Regions from separate parts of the Mus musculus genome. Here region 2 is linked to region 1. The links are chromatin contacts, called in public Hi-C maps. All regions are on one chromosome and are shown on one strand. The core of a region is the stretch at or near the end of the contact, and the rest is flanking DNA. Distances in the headings are between cores, read along the strand shown. Region 1 has its middle 15 kb from the start of Gm51988. Region 2 overlaps Dpf3 (D4, zinc and double PHD fingers, family 3).

Region 1 (2,838 bases), core at 159-2,658:
AGGACTGCCATGTCTGACTCTTACTGCCTTCCTCCATTTCCACTGCTGTCAGTCCAGGGGAATCCCAAGATGTCCCCAGAGATGATCCCCAGCATCCAAAGACACCCCCACCCCAACCTCCACTTCTGCCTGCCTGTTCCACTGCCGTGTAGACACCCCCATAGTCACACCTGGACTCCTCAAAATTGCTGATTCCTGAACAAGTAGACTCTGAAATGTGCTTTCCGGGCCCGCCCTCCGTCCCTCCCTCATTCCCCCCTCTGCTGTTCCTGCACACCTACCAATCTGCTGCCCCTGGTCCTCCAGTCTCACCCTAACGGCTTAGGACAGGCTTAGAATACTGCCTCTCCACAGCACCTCCCCCAGTCTGATTCCTTTGAAATCTTCAGCTCCCACGTTTCCCCTCCAAGCCAGGACCATAGAGTTGCTGTAGGGCTTCCCATTCTCCCGCGGCCTCCTGCAGGCTTGTGCCTCTCTGTGCCCTCACTGCTAAGCCCTCTTCTGAATCTCTCATTGGTCCCTGGCTCTGACCTTTCAACTCTAAGTCCACTCCAGTCCTGCACACAGGGCTTCCATCACGAGGTCCTCTTCTGATTGATGCCTAATAGCCAGGTGTTTTTGTTTGTTTTGTTTTTTTAACCTGTTCTTCATATCTTCTGCCCAGTGTGCATTTTATTTATGTCTCTGGCTCATGTCATGACAGGTTGGCTACATATTGATGCCTTCCACTAGAAGGCGTGGCCTTTGTGGACAAGAACCATTTTTTTACTCAACTCTGCCAGCACAACACCTGCCCTATGACCAATCTTGATAAATATTGCAACCTTTGTGTGTGTGTGTGTGTGTGTGTGTGTGTATGGGAAGCATATGTATGTGTGTGCTCAGAAGGTAGCCTTGGGTCTCATTTCTCAGACACCATCTGCCTTGTTTTTGGTGTAGGGTGTCTCATTGGCCTGAAGTTTGCCAAATAGGCTCTCTAGTTGACCAGAGAGCTCCAACAATCCACCCATTTCTGCCTTTCCAGTGCTGGGATTACAAGTCTGGGATTACTATGCCTGGCTCCCTCCCCCCCCCCCCCGCACCCCCTCTCCCCCCCACACACAAAGGCTCTAGGAATCAAACTCAGGTCTCCAGGCTTGCAAGGCATGTGCTCTACTGACTAAGCTATCTCCCTAGCCCAGATATTATATTTTTAAACTTCCTAGGACATGCCTTCCGTCAGGCATTCCCCTGGGTCACTGTCAGGGAAGCTGCAAAGCCCGACCTCATCTCTCCCTAAGGTTTTCCAGGGGAAAGATTCCCTCAGAGCTCTCTCATTAGTTTGTCCTTTCTCCTTTGTGGTGCCAGAAGCTAGATGGTCACTCCTAGTCTGCCGCACAGGAGGCAGGCTGTGATGGGGAGGGGGGGTGTATAGGAGCGGTAGGAGGAGGCACCAGGGACCAGAGAATATCACAGAACGCTGTGTGAACTGGCAGCAGCAGTTCTGTGGGCTCACCAGCTGGCATGATGGGGGGGGAGGGGGGAGAGAGCCAGAGGGAAAGTTCATGTTTTTCTGCCCAAAGCTGAGAATTAGGAGGGCAGCCAGTGGTCTCCGGGCTGACGGCTTGGGAGGGAGACGTGTCAAGGTCACCTCTGCTTTGTGCCTGACCGAAGGGAGGCATTATGGATGTTGTGTGTGTTCATGTGTGGGTGTTGCAAGCCACTGGGCACGTCTAGATAGCTAATAGTGTGCTTCCACGGCAGAGCGAGGGGAAGATCCACTAATCCGATTTGTAATTTATCTCTTGGGTTGATCCCAGTGTTTCCTTTTGTTTCTGACTTGATGCATTTATCTGAGGGCTCAGCGAGTTCACCTTGGCAAAGTCTTGCATGAATAGAAGCATTTAACTTAACAGATAAGCACATAGCTCATAGTCCTGTGTGTGTGTGTGTGTGTGTGTGTGTGTGTGTGTGTGTGTGTGTGCATATGTGCATGCAGCTGCTTTAACCCTTAAATGAGGGACTTCCTCTCAGGAGGGGAACACAGGATCAGCTTCTGAGTTCTTGCTTTTGTGAAGGCAGTAGACACAGAGAGCCAGCTCGGGTGGGGAGAGGCCTCGGAGCTGGTTCCCGCTAGAAGATTCTGGAGACAGTCAGTCAGTCAGCTCACAGACTAAGGTTTTCTTTATTCCAGGCAGGTTGGGGAAGTGGTGGAGAAGAGACAGCTCTGGGCTTCTCACCTTCTCAGAGTCATATCGTTCCCAAGCACAAAGAACTTAGGCAGCGTTGACTCCTACCTTCCTAGGCATCAAATTTACCCAAGAATGTTTATCAAAGAGGCAGGTTTCTTGAGTCCTCTCAGGCCTCCTGCTTTGCTGGGGTTGAACATCACCCAGGGAAGCTGCTACCTCCTCAGCTGCCTAAGGATGCACGGCTAACAGTGCTGGCCCAAGGCTAGGAAGAAGTCTTCTGGCTCCCATCTGGATGTCCCCCCACACAGCCCAAGTGTCCTGGGGCTTACAGCTTTGGGAAACAACACGGCTCAGACTGGATACCAGAGAGTGTTGAAAACACCTTTATCTGAAGATCTCACGAATCCATTTAATTACATTAGTTCCTACTAAGAGTGTGTAAGGGCTTTAATTTCCAGAGTGGGTCAAGTCAGCAGAAATGGATCACTCACCCTGGGATGACCTGGTACTTTCCAACCCTGCTTTTGGCACTGTGCAGGGTTTCAAAGCCTTCTGTGGATACCTTACTCCACTCTCCTTACTGACCAGCCCTGCTCCTGATGACTTAGAATAGTCGGGTTGGATTTCTTTCCATTCTTTCTCTCTCTCTGTGTGTCTGTCTGTCTCT
Region 2 (2,838 bases), core at 128-2,627, 240 kb before region 1:
CCTGGCTCCTCGTGGCCCTGATAAACTCTACCATCTCCAGCTGCATTGAGGACCCTTTCTTTAGGCACAGAGGCTGGGGTGGATTGCAGGCAGAGGAGGAGGGTTAGGTCTGGCTGGATGTTTGTGGGTTTGCTCCGACTCAGCAGAAGCACTCGTGCTGCTGGCCCGGAGGTGGCTGGCTGGCTGTGTGGTTGGGGTTTGCAAAAGACTCTGAAGAGCCTTTTGCCAGAGGGGCTTTAAAAGTTGCAGCTCTCAGCAGCCACTATCAGCCGGGATTTTTTTCCCCCTTTTCTCCTTCAGATTGAATCCAGTCAAGGTTTTATTGGCTTATCTGTTCTCAGGTTGACCCTTCTTCTTCCTTACCTGTGCAGCCTCCCCTGTCACTCACTACACTTCCGGGCACACAGTGGCCCAGGGAAGGAATTCTCTCTTTAGCAGGGCTACCACTTGGTCCTGGTCTCTGCTTCCTCACTCGAAAATTCCTTTGGTTTCCCCTAAGAGGTGTGAGTTCACTCAGGATGAAGACATACCAGGATCTTGTATGGGTTCAGATTCAGGGGTGAGGGGACTGCTCCCCTCTCTGTGTCATGTTTGAGCCATTCTCAAAAGGCTTCCAGAAAATGGATAGTGCAGTGTGTCTGGAGAACCCAGTATCCTGGATGGTGGGAGTTGCTATTGTCACCTCTCCTCTCCAGGACTCATATCCTTAGGCCCTCTGAAGGGTCAGGGCTCTTGCCTGCCTGCCTCTGAGTATCTGTCATCTTTTGCTTTGTTTGGTCATCGTGGCCCTGCCCCTGCCCCTAACTTAGAAAAGATGAGCCAGGGCCAAGCCTGGCTGCCTTGTCTCCTGGCCAGCAGTGCATGCTGCTTTGCGTCAGCAGAAAAAGTGTCCCCTGCCAGCCACATTCTAGAGCACACTGTCCCTTGCAGCCCTAGCCTGAGAGGACTCTGTGCCGCGTCCCTGCTTGCTGGCCTGAGTTTGGTCTCTCTCTGCCCATATACCTGGTGACTCGGGAACCTCAAAATACGGCTTGGTGGCCCAGTGACTTCAGGGGATGTGCTCGGGGTTTGCCTTCCATGCCTGTTCCTCCTTCCCAGGGTTACAAGGGGTGTCTCCTCCAAGCTCCTCCCAGCTCCCAAAATACCAGCCCTACCTCCCAGCACTGCCAGAAAATGCTTAGCACATTAGCGGGTTTAGCTACAACCACAGTGACAGACACTTAGGAGGCTGCAGAAGCACATAGATTTCATTTTGAATTCCTCCTGGCATCTCACTATTTTGACAACACAGGGCGGCACCACCGTTACTAGGAACCTGTGTGGTAGAAGGGTGGGGGTGGGAGTGTGGGGAGCCACAGCGAGCATGGAATCCTGAAGAGCCTGCGACCGCACCTGCCTCCCATTCTGCTGTGACTGCATCTGTCGTTGGCAGGCCTGTCTGGCGCGGACCTCCCTTTGGCCTTCTGGAGCACACTTGGAGAAGGTTTTGGATCCTAACAACTCCCTCCTCCCCGTCCCCCAGTTGCCTCAGCTCAGTGGCTTCTCTTGCAGGGGAGATGAGAGGCTCCTGGTCCTGCCAGGGAGGCAGCCAGGCGGGCTGAGAGAAGCAGTCTCAGGGAACAGCCTTGCTCTCTGGGGCCTCTGCTCCTTCTCTGCCATTTCATGCTGCAGGCTCCGAAGCTGTCTCCAACTCTCTAGAACCCAGTCTTCTCATATGAAAGCTAGACAAATGTGGCTGGCTTTCCCTACCTCCACGTAAGGCTTGTCATATGCAAGAGACAAATAAATGCAGAGGCGTTTTTTTTTTTTTTTTGAAAGTGTCAGGTGAGGCACACGTTCCCCTGCAGAGAACATGTTATGTCTTGTTTACTGTGAGTTCCTCCACAACGTCTAGTTTAGTGAATAGAAAGGAAAATCTGAGGACTTTCTAGAAATTGCCAGCATGCTCCCTTGAGTCATGGTGTGGTGAAGAACGGCAAGGCTCTGGAGGTATTAGTGAGCAAGGGCTGCTGGAACAGGTAGCATAGACTGAATAGTGTGAGCACCAGGAGTGTAGTCTGTGACACCAGGGAGGCTGGAAATCCAGGGTCAAGGTATGAGCTGTGTGGGCCCCTCCTGTGGCCGCTGAAGACGACGATGAGTCTGCTCTGTGGCCTCTCCCAGCTTCTGCTGCCTCCCTGTATGCCCTCCTCTGTTTGAACCTTCACAGGGTAGTGGTGTCCCTATGTGAAGCTCTGTGTCCAAACACTATTTTAGTTTTAAAGGAAGACACCAATTGTTCCTGAATTTTTGGAGATTTTATGTCCCAGAAATAGTTTTATTTTATTTCCCAAATGGCTTATAAAACATAAAATTGTCTTTTAGAATCAAATGTAGTATCAGTTTATACTTTTCACTTATTTCCTCCCTCCCCGCTCCTTTCCTGCTTGCTTGCTCTCTCTCTCTCTCTCTCTCTCTCTCTCTCTCTCTCTCTCTCTCTCTCTCTTTCTTTTTTTCTTTCTTACTTATGTTTTTGGTTTTTTGAGACAGGGTTTCTCTGTGTAGTCCTAGCTGTCCTGGAACTCACTCTGTAGACCAGGCTGGCCTCGTACTCAGAAATCTGCCTGCCTCTGCCTCCCAAGTGGTGGGATTAAAGGTGTGTGCCACCACTGCCTGGCTATTTATTTATTTTTAAGACATGGTTTTTGACTATCTCAGGCTGGCCTTGAATTCACCCTGTCTCGAGGAGAACTTGAATCAGCGCCCCCCACCCCCACCCCCCAACCCCCCCGTCAGCTTCTCCAGTACTGGAATTATAGGCATATCCCAGTATGCTCTGTTTCCTACTTCTTTTCTGTG

What was found. Hi-C and Micro-C count contacts between places; a contact is called where the count stands out from the background.
Region 2: a contact with region 1 is called in a Hi-C map of cerebral cortex, with 4 times the contacts expected there. The contact joins two enhancer-like sites. A contact is called at or near these places in 4 of 484 Hi-C or Micro-C datasets (brain, cerebral cortex, cortical neurons and 1 more) and 1 of 115 datasets of contacts at active chromatin or transcription factors (embryonic stem cells).

The regions. Positions count from the first base shown.
Region 1 is chr12:83,168,646-83,171,483 of GRCm38.p6, reverse strand. No RefSeq gene overlaps it. Among named protein-coding and RNA genes, the nearest start is that of Gm51988, 15 kb to the right of the region's middle. Within about 2 kb of position 1,408, at least 38 of the 459 cell types and tissues checked have an H3K27ac peak or open chromatin away from gene starts, as enhancers often do. A contact at or near this core is called in brain, cerebral cortex and cortical neurons, where this site is marked.
Region 2 is chr12:83,410,465-83,413,302 of GRCm38.p6, reverse strand. All of the region lies in intron 1 of Dpf3 (D4, zinc and double PHD fingers, family 3), which reads left to right. Among named protein-coding and RNA genes, the nearest start is that of Dpf3, 76 kb to the left of the region's middle. Within about 2 kb of position 1,377, at least 58 of the 459 cell types and tissues checked have an H3K27ac peak or open chromatin away from gene starts, as enhancers often do. A contact at or near this core is called in brain, cerebral cortex and cortical neurons, where this site is marked.